Linked DNA regions of Mus musculus: all the other regions are linked to region 2. The links are chromatin contacts, called in public HiCAR-type and HiChIP or PLAC-seq maps. All regions are on one chromosome and are shown on one strand. The core of a region is the stretch at or near the end of the contact, and the rest is flanking DNA. Distances in the headings are between cores, read along the strand shown. Region 1 overlaps D830013O20Rik (RIKEN cDNA D830013O20 gene). Region 2 holds the start of Six1 (sine oculis-related homeobox 1). Region 3 has its middle 4.8 kb from the start of Gm34016. Region 4 has its middle 17 kb from the start of Gm33929. Region 5 overlaps Gm34080 (a long non-coding RNA gene).

The links. HiCAR-type assays count read pairs that join an accessible place to other places. HiChIP or PLAC-seq counts read pairs in DNA pulled down with a chosen protein or histone mark.
Region 1: a contact with region 2 is called in a HiCAR-type map of kidney, with 2.7 times the contacts expected there. The contact joins the enhancer-like site here to the promoter of Six1 in region 2. A contact is called at or near these places in 12 of 39 promoter capture datasets (3T3-L1-derived adipocytes, the C10 cell line, cranial neural crest and 9 more), 5 of 484 Hi-C or Micro-C datasets (the HL-1 cell line, bone marrow-derived macrophages, embryonic fibroblasts and 2 more), 14 of 115 datasets of contacts at active chromatin or transcription factors (acute myeloid leukemia, bone marrow-derived macrophages, craniofacial prominence and 8 more) and 4 of 9 other capture datasets (adipose tissue, embryonic stem cells, liver and 1 more).
Region 3: an H3K4me3 HiChIP or PLAC-seq map of the SCID.adh cell line shows a contact between it and region 2, with 13 times the contacts expected there. The contact joins the enhancer-like site here to the promoter of Six1 in region 2. A contact is called at or near these places in 18 of 39 promoter capture datasets (the 3T3-L1 cell line, the C10 cell line, the HPC-7 cell line and 12 more), 1 of 15 datasets of contacts at CTCF or cohesin (stem cell-derived epiblast-like cells), 21 of 484 Hi-C or Micro-C datasets (the C2C12 cell line, bone marrow-derived macrophages, cardiomyocytes and 12 more), 31 of 115 datasets of contacts at active chromatin or transcription factors (the SCID.adh cell line, T-cell acute lymphoblastic leukemia, Th17 cells and 20 more) and 6 of 9 other capture datasets (adipose tissue, embryonic stem cells, embryonic trunk and 3 more).
Region 4: a contact with region 2 is called in an H3K4me3 HiChIP or PLAC-seq map of craniofacial prominence, with 4 times the contacts expected there. The contact joins the enhancer-like site here to the promoter of Six1 in region 2. A contact is called at or near these places in 15 of 39 promoter capture datasets (the C10 cell line, the HPC-7 cell line, HPC-7-derived erythroid cells and 10 more), 18 of 484 Hi-C or Micro-C datasets (B cells, the C2C12 cell line, the HL-1 cell line and 13 more), 21 of 115 datasets of contacts at active chromatin or transcription factors (the SCID.adh cell line, Th17 cells, bone marrow-derived dendritic cells and 12 more) and 4 of 9 other capture datasets (adipose tissue, liver, macrophages and 1 more).
Region 5: a contact with region 2 is called in an H3K27ac HiChIP or PLAC-seq map of thymic regulatory T cells, with 12 times the contacts expected there. The contact joins the enhancer-like site here to the promoter of Six1 in region 2. A contact is called at or near these places in 9 of 39 promoter capture datasets (the C10 cell line, cranial neural crest, embryonic stem cells and 6 more), 1 of 484 Hi-C or Micro-C datasets (bone marrow-derived macrophages), 24 of 115 datasets of contacts at active chromatin or transcription factors (the SCID.adh cell line, T-cell acute lymphoblastic leukemia, acute myeloid leukemia and 18 more) and 2 of 9 other capture datasets (adipose tissue and macrophages).

Annotation. Positions count from the first base shown.
Region 1 is chr12:73,382,041-73,384,740 of GRCm38.p6, reverse strand. All of the region lies in intron 2 of D830013O20Rik (RIKEN cDNA D830013O20 gene), which reads left to right. Among named protein-coding and RNA genes, the nearest start is that of Gm40442, 19 kb to the left of the region's middle. Within about 2 kb of position 1,305, at least 101 of the 459 cell types and tissues checked have an H3K27ac peak or open chromatin away from gene starts, as enhancers often do. A contact at or near this core is called in the HL-1 cell line, embryonic fibroblasts, kidney and 3 more, where this site is marked.
Region 2 is chr12:73,045,415-73,048,114 of GRCm38.p6, reverse strand. Six1 (sine oculis-related homeobox 1) reads left to right here and starts at 1,403. Exons shown (of 2, transcript NM_009189.3): 1 at 1,403-2,248. The coding sequence starts at 1,689. It overlaps Gm51264 (predicted gene, 51264), which reads right to left and starts at 2,230; the gene lies at 2,167-2,230.
Region 3 is chr12:73,512,782-73,515,523 of GRCm38.p6, reverse strand. No RefSeq gene overlaps it. Among named protein-coding and RNA genes, the nearest start is that of Gm34016, 4.8 kb to the right of the region's middle. Within about 2 kb of position 1,298, at least 6 of the 459 cell types and tissues checked have an H3K27ac peak or open chromatin away from gene starts, as enhancers often do. A contact at or near this core is called in the C2C12 cell line, the SCID.adh cell line and palatal mesenchyme, where this site is marked.
Region 4 is chr12:73,426,916-73,429,633 of GRCm38.p6, reverse strand. No RefSeq gene overlaps it. Among named protein-coding and RNA genes, the nearest start is that of Gm33929, 17 kb to the left of the region's middle. Within about 2 kb of position 1,338, at least 34 of the 459 cell types and tissues checked have an H3K27ac peak or open chromatin away from gene starts, as enhancers often do. A contact at or near this core is called in craniofacial prominence and uterus, where this site is marked.
Region 5 is chr12:73,493,007-73,495,706 of GRCm38.p6, reverse strand. The region is part of intron 2 of Gm34080 (a long non-coding RNA gene); the gene reads right to left. Gm34016 (a long non-coding RNA gene) reads left to right here. Exons shown (of 4, transcript XR_381683.2): 3 at 1,832-1,915. Among named protein-coding and RNA genes, the nearest start is that of Gm34016, 15 kb to the left of the region's middle. Within about 2 kb of position 1,321, at least 20 of the 459 cell types and tissues checked have an H3K27ac peak or open chromatin away from gene starts, as enhancers often do. A contact at or near this core is called in the SCID.adh cell line, memory CD8 T cells, regulatory T cells and 2 more, where this site is marked.

The DNA of each region.
Region 1 (2,700 bases), core at 56-2,555, 340 kb before region 2:
AGCTCAGGGGTGTCCCTCTCCCAGAAACTCATCTCTCCTTATAACTCTCTCTCTCTCTCTCTCTCTCTCTCTCTCTCTCTCTCTCTCTCTCTGTCTCTCTCTCTCTGTCTCTCTGTCTCTCTCTCTTCTTTTCTTATGAAGAATGAGAGTCAGAGAGAGAGAAAGGTATGCAAGAGAGACTTTGAACCCAACACAGTGAGACAAGAGACTTCCAAGTGTCTGCCAGGTGCTGGGGAGGTAGGAAGGACAGGACAGTCACTTATCCTGCTCTCCTGTGCTTCCAGTCAGCTTGACCAACCTATGATGTGTGCTGAGTTACAGTTGTAGTGTTATCTAAGAAGGCAGAGCAAGATCAGGAGTATCTACAATAGAACACTTCATCCCAAGGGATGAAGGAAAAGAGGAAGGGAAAGAGACAGAGAGAAGAAAACAGGGAGAGAAAAAGAGACAAGAGAGAAGGGGAGAATGGAAGGCACAGAAGAAGGGATGGGGGGGGGGGGGAGAACATTGCCTAACATAGCCATTCCAGGCCACAGAGCATCTTCGAATGGGCTTTCATGATAGGAGACTGCTATGTAACTCTGCTCCCACCCTCAGCAACACACACGCTAGAGTCCTAACTTCCTGTGTCTCAGGATGTGACTATTTGGAGATGAGTCTACAGAGAGATAAGTTAAATGAGGTCAGTGAGATGGGCTCTAATCCAATGTTCTGATGTTTTTATAAAAAGAGAAATGTTAGACTCTGCCATGTATGGAGGGAAAACCACATGAAGACCTGGGGACGAGGTGGCCCTCTGCTAGCCAAGGAGAGAAACCAGAGACAGATCTATCCCTCCTTGGTCCCACTAACCTGAATCTGCATCTTGCCTACCAGCCTCTAAAACTGTGAATTTCCATCGCTGGGCCACAAGTGTGCTAGTTACAGCAGCCCTGGCAGAGTAACTTAGGGACTGAGTCTCTGCCTTCCTTATCAATAGCTCACTACAGGACCTCAGATTACACAGGCATGAGTTTAGAAGAGAGGCGTCTGTCTGTCCGGGGCCAGAGGACTCAGAGGACAGCTCTCTCCATCCACTTGGCCCCATTGTTCTATGGCCTTGCCCCCCTACCCTAGGACTCTGGGTCTGTAGCAGACACTGGTCCTCCCTCCTGGTGGGAGCAGGGCTTAAAGGAGAACCCCTGATGTTCTCCCTGGACCAGTTATTAGAGTCCTGGGAAGGATGAGGTTTACTGCCAGGAAGGGAAGCCCTAGGAAGCCATCCTCTTTGCTGCTGGAGACACAGGGGCAGTGGGGGAGAAGCAAGATTCTCCAGCCATGACTCACCCTACATTTCATGGGGAAGGGAAGTGGAGAAGGTCCCGAAAAGCCATACGGGAAAGCAGTTAAGCTCATTCTCATTATACAGACTTGAAACCCGCACCATCTGATGCATGCACTGTTGCTGCCACAGTTGAATGAGCAAGGAACCTTGGCCTGTGGACTCAGTGTCCTGATTCAGGCTAGGCATGAGACACATGGGCTAGGCTCCGGGAATCTCTTGGGATCGCAGGAGTGTCTGCCCTGGCTAGGGACACCACCATGGAGGGGGATGATGTCCAACAGATTAGGAGCAGGACCCAAGTTGACAGTGCTTCAGTCCTAGTAGTCCTGCTAAAAGGAAGGCCCCAGGCTGTTGGGCAAGGGCGGGTTTGTGGCTGGAGCTGGGGCTGACTGGTTTTTCCACTCCCAGTGATTCTGAGCCTGAGAAAACACTTCTAGCAGCAGAAAGACTAAGACTGACAGCGTGGAGGAAACCCCTGGAGTAGTGGGGAGCCAGCAGGGAGAAAAACAGACTCTTTCAGAGAGGACAGGAGATTGGCAGGTGCTAAGTGGGGGGTTTGAGGTGTAGGGGGGCTGGTGCCACACACCACGTCAGAGTCTCAGAGCTTCATTTCCCCATCAGCAAGGGTTCTGGGATTGGACACTCAGGGCTTTGAAGTCACCTGATTGGCATCAGCACGCCCATCTGTCCACTAGCACCAAGTGCTTACAAAATGTTAAACTGTCCTGAGAGGAAAGCTTCCAAAACAACAGCAAATTGCTTTTCTATCTTTTTGCTTTAAGTTAAGCTGGATGAAAAGTGGCAACTGTGACACACACACAAACACACACACACACACACTCACAACCGGCCGTCACCGGTCCTTCTTTCAAGTCCGTAAACCACACTTGAGGTGCTCACAGGAAGGGCACACTTTCTCAGTGCTAACCCGGCTGCCAAGGCTAACCACCTGACAGCTGTGATGAGCTTCGCCAGATAAACATACGAAGCATCACAGGTTGGCGTGTGTGTGTGTGTGTGTGTGTGTGTGTGTGCACAGAGAACTTTTCAGCTGAATGAAATAACAACTCCAGTGGACAGTGTGAGCCTTACAGATGAGGACCATGGGAGGGCTCTGGGCTGGGCTTTTGAAAGCCAATGAGAAGCCATGAATGGCCTAGTTTCTTGTTACCACTGGATGACACCTGTCCTTGTCCCAGTATGATGCCAAAAGAGAACACTGTTTTTTGGGGGTTTTTGTTTGTTTGTTTGTTTGGTTTTGGTTTGGTTTGGTTTGGTTTTTGTTTGTTTGTTTGTTTTAAGAAGAAAATACTATTTCCTCCTGTAATACATACTTTTACAAAACAACCCAGAGGCAGCTAGGCAGAACACAATGG
Region 2 (2,700 bases), core at 154-2,653:
GTATAGTCATAAAGTCACTCTCCCTCCACCTTCCCTTATCTCCACCCATTGTTCTTATCTCTTGCTTGACTTAGCCACTGACAATAGATTATCTTTGTTTAGAGAGGCTAATTGTTTTTGAAATCTTTTTAATAATTGCTTTGGAACAAGGTGTGCAAATGAGGCTTAAGTTAATTACAGCTTCATTTGTCTGTGCAGTTTTACTAAGCATTCTCCCCACAGAAACAAAATAGCAGATGATGGAACTTAAATTGCAGGACACATCTCATTGGCTGGCAGTAAAATAGGCCAGCATTGCAAACACACACACACACACACACACACACACACACACACACACTTTATTTAATCTTCTTGGAGCCACTGTGGTTCTAGCTTAGAGGGCAGTGTCCCTCTCAGAGCAGGGCAAGGATTATGTTACAACCAGACAGTTATTGGAGCTGGGCGCAGTTTTATTTAATTTACACCCCATTCAGCGCCTTTTGCATGAGGTTCCCCAATTTTTTTTTTTTTTTTTGCTAATGGCAAGTAAAGCTTTTCAGCATCCATCGGTAGCAGGGGTTGCTTTGAAAAAACGCAACCGTACAACTGGGGAAACTGAGTCCAGAAGTCTATGGACAGCAAGATTCTAAATTGCAGATGAAGCCCTGGTGTCTCTATGCTACAGTGCCAGGGTCAACCCTTCTGATCCCTCTTCTAGAGGCACTTTGAGAATGAGGGGAATGTTGCCCAGATCAGAGTCCTTGAGACCTTTAGGAGGTGTTAGGAGTTAGGAAGAGAAAGGGTGTAGGAGTTGGGGGGTGGGGGTGGGGGTGGGGGTGGGGGGCTAGGTTTGTCTTCACCTCCAGGAACCAAACCTGGAAGAAGCCACTTTCAGAGTGCTTGCAGCACAGAACCCTAGTCTCCTTTTGTATTATTTATCTCATTCCATAAGCTATTCATCAATCCATTATTTATTCATCTTAACATTAAGGTAATTAAATATGAGCTCACCGGGAAAAGCCAAGACTGCAAGAGACAGGGCTAAGAATATGGAGAAGAGGGTCATTAGAACGTCTGCAGCCATTGATTTGTGCTGCGTGAGGCTCCCCTTAGGTGACACCAAAGAGGGCGCCGCTTCGCAAGGTCCTGACTTGGTCACCACCCTTTTCAGCACCCCAGTTCCCTCCTCCCGACCCCACCTCACTTCCCACCTCTCCGGGTCCTTCTCCTCCCACCACTTCTTATCCTAGGCAGCACTCGGTAGCTTCGCCCTCCCCACGCGGGGCGGCAGGGTGGCGCGGCTTTGCTGCCGGGCCGGGCGGCGCGCAGGCTGGCCAGCTTCGGATAGGCGCCGCTCGCAGCCAATCAGCGTGTCGGGGACGCTGCGCGCTTTAAGGCCGCTGCGGGGAGAACAGAAACCAAGTTCCCCGGCAACCAGCAGCATCCACCCGGCGGCAGGCGGGAGCCAGCGAGGCCCAGAAGGCTGTAGAGAACGCCAGCCACTCGGAGTCTAGCTCACCCCTACTTCTCTTCGTCTTCCTTGGCCTCCCACCCGCCGAGGTTCGACTGGTCTCTTCGCCCGCGCCAAGGCTAGGGAGGGGGTTAGGAGCAGCCGCGCCCCCCTCCCCGCGGCAGCCGCCCCCTGCTCTCCCAGCTCTGCTCACTGCCGCGTGCGCCCGGGCCCGTGCGCCCCGGCAGCGCCAGCCATGTCGATGCTGCCGTCGTTTGGTTTTACGCAAGAGCAAGTGGCGTGCGTGTGCGAAGTTCTGCAGCAAGGAGGGAACCTGGAACGCCTGGGCAGGTTCTTGTGGTCGTTGCCCGCCTGCGATCACCTGCACAAGAACGAGAGCGTGCTCAAGGCCAAGGCGGTGGTCGCCTTCCACCGCGGCAACTTCCGCGAGCTCTACAAGATACTGGAGAGCCACCAGTTCTCGCCTCACAATCACCCCAAACTGCAGCAGCTGTGGCTGAAAGCGCACTACGTGGAGGCCGAGAAACTTCGCGGCCGACCCCTGGGTGCCGTGGGCAAATATCGGGTGCGCCGAAAATTCCCGTTGCCGCGGACCATCTGGGACGGCGAGGAGACCAGCTACTGCTTTAAGGAGAAGTCTCGGGGCGTGCTGCGGGAGTGGTACGCGCACAACCCCTACCCCTCACCGAGGGAGAAACGGGAGCTGGCCGAGGCCACCGGCCTCACCACCACCCAGGTCAGCAACTGGTTTAAGAACCGGAGGCAAAGAGACCGGGCCGCCGAGGCCAAGGAAAGGTACGCGGCGTGCTTGCCCAGGCTCGGGTGACCCCGGGAAGTTTCACCCTTCGCTCCCTTCTGCCCCCCGCAGGCGTCGCCACCAGCTTCCTACCCGCCGCCACCCGGCAGAGGTCCGTGGGGCGGCACCCCGGCCTCGGCGACGCTGCTGTGAAGGTTCATGAACTCTTGAGGTTGCCTGTTAGGGACTGGGTCGCGTTTGCGTGGAGCACTCGCGCGTGGGTTTCTTTGGTGAGGGAAAGTGTGGGGAACGGTCGGCGTTGGGTTTGTTTCATGCCCTCCGGGCTGGCTCCGGCGAAGAGAAGGGATGGCCAGGGAGTTTGTAGATCAGAGGAAACGGGGGTATTGCTTGGTATCGCGAGGGAAGCTGTTCGGTACGGCGGAAGGTCTCGAACCTCCGCTCTTTCGCTCCGTCTTGAAGCTGGTCTGAGTCGAACGCTCGGCCCCCAGTA
Region 3 (2,742 bases), core at 49-2,548, 470 kb before region 2:
AGAATGTAAGAGTTTCAGAGTGAGGCAGAATGCTATGAAATGAAATCCCCTGTGGGTGATGTGGCCATTGCGCCTACAAACCCACTGTGGTCACCTGCACTACAGCACACCAAGATCAGCTCCAGCAGGCAGCGTCAACTGAACTCAATAGGTTAAAAATAAAAATAAGAAACAAATAAGTAAATAAATAAGTGGAAAGGATATGAGGTTGGGAGGGCGATGTGTCCTGGGGCTGTCTTGGAGGAGTATGACAGAGTCGGGGGTGGGGGTTGGGTAAGATCAAGGTACATTGTATACACATATGAACTTGTCAAAGAGTAAATGAAAGATATTCTAAAAGACTTCATGTGGATTTTAGTGTGAATGTAAATATCACATATAGCATAATGACTGCTGTATTTTGCCACCTCCAGTCACTAAGGTTGGGAACTGGGGTCTGAAAGGCCCCCAGGTCCCCCACTTTCTACATCCCCTTCTGGAAAAGAACTCTGTGACTGAGCTGCCACTGTCACAGGAGAAGACAGCATGCAGAGACTGCAGTCTCCGCTGGCTCCTCCTCAGCTGCTCACACAGGAGGGGACAGAGGTGGTTTTACTAGTGGTTTGTTCAGAATTAGAGCGAACCACACGCACTCACATATGCTCCCGATCATTCGGGGTTTCCAGTTACACATTGCCCAAATATATTGAATCACTGAGTCAGATGAGTCTCGACTTTATATTCTAGCAAAGAAGTTCTGTGCTGTGGAGGGGCAGTTCTGCTTGCTTGCTTTTCTTTCCTTCCTTCTTTCTTTCTTGCTTGCTTGCTTGCTGGGGATCAAAGTCCAGGCTAATCATAGGCTAATTAATCAACTGGGCTCCTCCATCCCCTGATGGTGATTTTGGTCCTCAGCATAGAATATTTGTCAAAGGGATTAGAACTCGGGAGGCACATCCCTACTGCTTCGGACGAGATGAACTTCCTCATTTTGATTCCTTAGACTGGGCCTCTGGTCATGGCACTGGTGGGTCAGGATGAAGGCTGAAGGATGCTGGCCACCTAGTGCCAGCTCTTCATTTGCCCTCTGCAGCTGGGGTGGCGACAGCCAATGGCTTCGTTTTGTTCATGCTACTCTGATTTTCCTACTCTTTCCTGGAATTAAAACAAAACAAAACAAAACAAAACAAAACTTGAAGCACGTAGTTTCCCAAAAGATAAACCAACCCTGGATGAGTTTGATGGTTGAGGTAGAATGTTGAATGTAGAAGTCTAAGTTTCCCAGTAACCCAAGAGGAGGAGAACTCCGACTGACGGTTGAGGCAGCGCAGTGGCTATGGTCGGACCATCATTACAGGAGTGCATTACATCATTACAGGAGTGCATTACATCATTACAGGAGTGCAGAGTCCCGAGAAAAGGCTTTGATGTGAGTTAAAAAGTAATGTCAGGGTATAGCTCAAGAATGAGGTGTAGGCGACTCGAATCATTAGCGTGCCCCTTGCTAAGAAATATACCCACAAGCAATGCAAGGCAGATCTGGAGCATCACGGCTATCCAAAGACATTTCTCACTAAAGACAGTAGCCTATATTTGGAAGCCACCCTAGAATTACAGAACCAAGGCTGCCTTTCAATGGTGACATTCTCAAAGGACCTGGACTGTGACTAACATACCTCCTCTCCTGGAGGGCCTCTGGAAGCTTCCAGAAATCAGAAACTGAGACTGACTTTGCCCATCGGTGCCTTCTAGCCACTCCAACAAGAATCCTTTAATCAGTCAGCTTTCAAGAGTCAGTGGCTTTTCATTTAAACAAATTCTCAAGGAACTGAAGTATACACAGAGCCCACAGCGGGACCGAGTAACCATAGATAAACATCTATGTCAGTTGTGTTTCTGTGGAGTTAGGGGAAGAATAACTTTCTTTTTTGGTGATTACAATTTGGTTTACTTATTTGGTTATTTTCAAATGCCAGCTCTCCTCGGATTCTGTACTGGGAGCAGAGGGCACGAGCCGCATCTCTGCCTTTACAGTGTTCCCCGTGGAAAACAGGTACAGGGCACTGCTGTACGGTGTAGGCTGTGCTGGAGGAGGTAAGCGTTGGGGGAACTCAGGGTCACAGCCCACGGTCATATGCCTGAGATACTTTCTCTGAACAGCGAGGAGTGCACACCTTCAGGATGGCACTGGAGCCACTGAGGTCAGAAAAGGGGATCTTGTGCCACAGAGGACGGGAGCAAAAATATCAGTGTGGATGGCACCTAAAGGAAAGGAGAAAGAAAACTGGGGGTGGGGGTGGGGGCTGCAGAAGCTACTGACAGTCAGCTTAGGGACTTTGAGATCAGTGGGAGAAGGGAGGTCACAGTAGGGTGTTAGCAGGGATTTTTTGGATAGAAGATTCTAGTGGTTACACAGCAACTCATAGCTCAGCGGGAGAAAGAACAGAAGCAAAGTGGGTTAGGAGACCCCATTACTGAGAATGCGCAACTTTGTAGCTACAGCTGCTTAACAAGGCCTCATGCGAGCATGCTCCTTTCAGCACAGAGGTATGGCCTGCGTTGAATGTGCTTACAACACACACACACACACACACACACACACACACCCCAGTGCACTCAGTCTTCTTCATGTTAGGAAGAAGGTCTGTACCTGGTGTGTAGCGGGTCTCACCTGGAGACCTTCTTCACACCACCAAGCATCTTTAAGACTAGAGACCATCAGCTTCCAGGCATGACTTGGGAAAGTGAGGAAGCCTCCCTCATCTC
Region 4 (2,718 bases), core at 89-2,588, 380 kb before region 2:
CTTTAAAAAGCTACAATACAAAGCTATGGTAAAAGATACTTGCTCATTTACCTCTCTCCTCTCTCTCTCTCTCTCTCTCTCTCTCTCTCTCTCTCTCTGTGTGTGTGTGTGTGTGTGTGTATGTCCAAAATAATTATCTATAGTCTCAATACCTGAACTACATATTGTCAATATGCATACCCACTCAAGACTAGTCTTAAGGTATGTAGAGTAACAGGTAAATATTTCTTTTGCAAGACTGCTATGGATATAAGATATCTGAGTCACTCCAAGTCAGCTGGTCAGCAAGCACCACACAGGCCTAGTGTTCAACAATTGCACAAATGCATACAGCCATTGGGAACAATCTATTCCTGGGGGTACTCTACCCAAACTGGACCCCCACAAGATGGCTCCATGTAAACATGAGTCCTGAAGCTCCTCAGAGCATCTACTGACCACACACACACAGGATAGGAAGGAGAGGAGGGAGCATGGACCACTGCCCACAGGGACCCTAGCCTAGACTTAGGGTACTCCACTGGGACCTTACAGCCAGCCCTATTTTGTCTGAGATATCACATGATGACCTCCTTTGAGAAGAGTGCTTTAAGGGGTCAGGATGACAGAGGGATGACTAAGGAGTTTGTGAATCCACATGAGGCTTGCTAGGGAATTGCCATCCATGAGGCAGTAGCCTGGAGCTGATGACAGCACTGTGCCTTTCCAAGAAGTCTGCAAAGGACAGGAGAGTGGTTCTGGAGGTCTAGGGAAGTCTGACCTTGTAGGAACTAAGATCTCTGGTAACCCACAGTCCAATCCCAGTCTCCCTTCCCTCTCTGATCTCCTGCAGGGCTTCCCTCTGGCTGAACCTAGCAAGAGCTCAGCAGGCAGAAGAGTCCAGTCATGCAGTCATAGAGGTCAGCCTTCTAGGACAGGATGGAAGGTAGCCAGTGGAAGGAACTAGGGAGCAGTGGGAGGCTATATCCCCCACCCCCACCCCCAAATAACACATTCTCAAATAAGTATCTGCAATATACTCGCTGCCTTCCGGGCTGTGTGATCACGTGATCAAAGAAAAAAACCCGGCTCCGCACACTATTCCACTTTGTTCCTGGTGCTATGATTATTGGACTTAGAGGCCGCTGTAGACATTAGGTGTTGAGCAAATGGAGCAATTTAGCCATGGTCAGGTCCTTCGGACATCATTAGGCTTCCGCCTCAGCCTCACTCTTACACCAGCAAAGCCCTCAGGAAACCCCGAAGCATCAGCCGCAGCCACTCGGCCTGCTTGCAGTTGATCTTCCACTCCTCCTGCGGGTGGAATGTCAGCGAAGTGGCAGGGAGCCTGCTCACCAAGAGCCTGGTTGATGGCTTTGGAAACCCAGCCCTCTTCTGGAATTTAATAAAAAACCACCCCCTAGATGCAGGGTGGGGGCACTAACTCTTTAAAATGATGCTTTTCTTTAGCGGGGGTTGGAACGGGAGTGGGGGGTGGGAGCGGAGAATTGATGCCAGTAAGAGAAAGAAAAGAATTTGGGTTTTTCAAAGATGGAAGAAAATGTTTTTAATTTACAACTTTGCTAATTTAATTCCCCTCCACCAAATTCTTTGATGGCTATCTGTGCCGAGGGAGCAAACTTCAAATGCTTCAGCGGCAGAGCTGGCCTCGGGTTTTCTTACCAAAGTTTCAGTACACGCTTTTAGGTCTTTCATCAAACTGGTTGATGTGGCTGACATTTTCCGGGCAGTGCCAGGTATATTCCCACGTGCAGCTCCTTCGAGCCACGGCCAGAGGTTCCCGGTACAAAGCAACCTTTGGCATTGAGGACTTTTTTTTTTAATTGTTACCCTGGGACATGGAGTGTTGCTGGCGTCTACTGGGTGGAATCCAGGGGGTTATGGATAAATATTGTACAGTGCTCGGGACACCCCTTCATTGTCAGGCGGCCCCCACTGTCACAGGACTGAGGTTAGCAAAGCTTCCTCACACTGAAATCAGATCCTTTAACTGGTGTCAAAACCTGTACTGCCCAAAGCACTGGCCACTTACCACGTGTGGCTTTAAGTTTTTTATTCCGTTTATTTAGTGTGTATGTGTGTCTGGTTAATTTTCGTGTGTGGTGTTTTTATTTATTTGTAAATTTTATAATAAACTTTATAGAAATAAATCTATAAAAAGCTACAATACAAAGCTATGGTTAAAAGAGACTTGCTCGTTCTCTCTCATATATCCATATGTATTATGTATGTGTGTATGTATCACCAAAATTAAAATTATAAGTTATAAATTATTATATTTAATATTTATAATTAAATTTGCGTGCCCCTTTGGGCATGTGCCCTGACGTACATGTGGAGACTGACGTACAAGTTTTTCAACAGTCAGTCCTTTCCTTCCGAGACGAGGGTCCCTGGGATTAAACTCGGGTCATCGGGCTTGGCAGCAGGTTTCTTTACCAGGCAAGCCATCTCGGAGGCCATGTGTGGCTTTTGATCCCTGTAAATGCAGGTGGTCCAAATTCAAGTGTGTTGTGTCAAATCCTAGCCCAGTTTCTGAGAGTTCATATGAACCATGGAATGTCAGTGTTTTGTTAATAATTTTCTCATGGGTTACATGTTGAGATGATAATATTTTGAACATTGTGGCTTAGATAAGATGTTATTATGATTAACTTTCGTCTTACTAGTTTATTAATATGGCTACTGGGGATCTTAATTCTATGTGGGCCGGTGGTC
Region 5 (2,700 bases), core at 72-2,571, 450 kb before region 2:
TGGAACTCAAACTCAACTTGGCATCCTGTCCTTTCTCTGGGGATTCTAATAACACAACTGCCATATTTCATTCCCACGGAGGGCCAAGGACCACTACCCATCTGTAACAATCAACTCTAACACACCTATTTGTCCCACATCCTGTCCCTGCTCCAAAGCCAAAGGAGGTTTACGTCGTCCAAATGGCGGTCCTTGCCAGCTTCAGTTTGGGTTGTTTACTTCAGGAACACTGATTAAGTCATATATTACAAAGAAGCCTCCCCCTACCTCTAATTCAAAACAGCTGAACCAGCTTCCGTGCCTGCCAGCCAAGCCTTATGGTGCATGCCTTCGGAGGGGACGGGACTTGGGACGAGGGCGATGGGTGGACAGCTTTAGTATTAAGCAAGGACATCACTTTGTACCCTTGTAGAAAATGCTCTTTATAGCGCATCAGGTTACAAAGCCTCAGTTAGGTTGGGGAGGGGGGCGGCAAGGAAGGACAGACAGAGCACAGAGGGGCACAATGTTTGAGGATCAAAGAACCCAGCCTGTCAAGTGCTGTGACATTTCTTCGGTGAGGAAATGGGTTCACATTTTACCCCCGAGGGTTTACAGACAAAAGCCAAGGTTCCACTCAAAAAAATTTAAGACATTTATTAAGATGCCAAACTGCATCTACCCACAGATGCTTTGGACCCCCACTCGGTTTTCCCTTTAAACTCTGGGGGCAGGAGGATAGTTTATTATGTGGCTGTGAGGGTTGCGCTCAGCTGAAATGCAGACATCTTGAAATGTGTGAAAGATGAGGAATGAGTTTCCTTCTAAAGTTCATCTAAAAAGGACTAGGACGTTTGACCTGAAGCTATGAGGTGATGATGGAGGGCTGGCTATAGGCACGCATGGTATCTCTCCTCTCCTCTCCTCTCCTCTCCTCTCCTCTCCTCTCCTCTCCTCTCCTCTCCTCTCCTCTCCTCTCCTCTCCTCTCCCCTCCCCTCCCCTCCCCTCCCCTCCCCTCCCCTCCCCTCCCCTCCCCTCCCCTCCCCTCCCCTCCCATCTGCACTGCAGAGCTGGAGGAGAGGGTTCGAGGTGAGAGGAGAGAGGGAGGCTGGGAGCTCGGGAAGTCTGCAGTGAGTACAGTAGATGCATTTCCCCGCTCATAGATATCTCCAGCGTTGCCTTTCTGGAGAGAATCCAGTTTGCTTTAATTTCATTTTACAGTAAACTCTCTATGAATGGACATGAAAGTGCCGTCAAGGTCAGCAGGCCACGGGATGAAACGGACCGGCTCGGACCTGCTCAGAGCAGTTCCACCTTCATGTCTATTGACCAGAAACATGGCATTAGCTATGCTGAGGAAACCAACAGAAGATAAAATCAAAGCTCAGCCTTTGCACGGCTCCAAGGCAGGCCCTATATTTGCCTTCGTGCAAGCTTTGTAATATCTGCTATAGCCTGACAGGCGTTTGAAAGAACAGACGTTCTATGAGAAGGTCAAGGAGGCAGATCCTGCGCTCAGAGGCTGCCCGCCGAGATGCCCACATAGATAGAGCAGACCTGTGGATGTGGACAGACGTCTGCCTCTGAGGCTAGGGAGAAACCCGTGGTTTCTGTTTTGTTTAGTTTCAGTTTTGGGTGTTGAATCTAGGGCCTTGTGCATGCTAGGCACGTGCTCTACCATTGATCTACGTAGCCAGTCTGTTTTTAATTTTTTTTTTCTTTTGAGACAGGGTCTCACTTGGTCCCCCAGGTTGCCTTTGAACTTGCCCAGGCAGACCATGGTGTGGCAATCCTCCTGCCTCCATCTCCAGAGTAGCTAGGATTACAAGTCTGGATCTTTTACTCTTTCAGATGTCATGATAGCCTTCCCTTTGACTTTACCCTAAATGTTTCTCAAAGCCGCAGAGAAGGTTCTGACAGGATGGCCTTTCACAGGTGAGAAGGGGAAAGGTGATGGCGCTGCCATTGAGCCTCAGGTGACGTGGGTGAAATCAGAAAGATGCATGGAACCCACATAGAGAAGGCCAGATGCAGGGGGCACAAGCCACTGAATTCCCAGTCACGTCAGAGACCTAGATGGGCCTCAGTTTAGGGAACTTAGTGAGATTTTTGTCTCAATGTAAAAACAGAAAAGGAGTCTGAAGATTTAGCTCAGTGGCAGAGCACCTGCCTAGCACTCAAGAGGGTCTAGATACAAACCTCTCAGTTCCCCAACCCGCAAAGATAACCAGTGAACTCAGAGTACCAGGGCTGGAGCTTGGTGGTAGGCACCTGCATAGTATACATAGCCCTTGGCGGATGTTATCCCCAAAACCACACACACACACACACACACACACACACACACAAAGATGTACCAAGGACAGTATCATCATCAATATTCCATCTCCCTCAATCCCTCCTCTCCTGAGATGCCACTTACAGTAAAAGGCACGAATCTAAAGTATAGTTTTGATGAATTTTCACAACTGTAGTCTGTCTCAACACCCTTTACTCCAGATAGAGGACAAAGCCTGGAGCGAGAGACATGCTGTCCACAGCATTCCAAGATATGGCAGGCTCAACACCTTTAAATGCCAGAGTAGCCTGTACCTACAATCTCATTCCAGGTCTTTGCTGCTTGGTTTTGTAGCACCAGGTTCTACAGAACTAATGAGGAGTTTCATTTCCTCCTCAGAGTTTAGCCAGCACTACCATGTGACATTCAAGAGCCAGGCCTT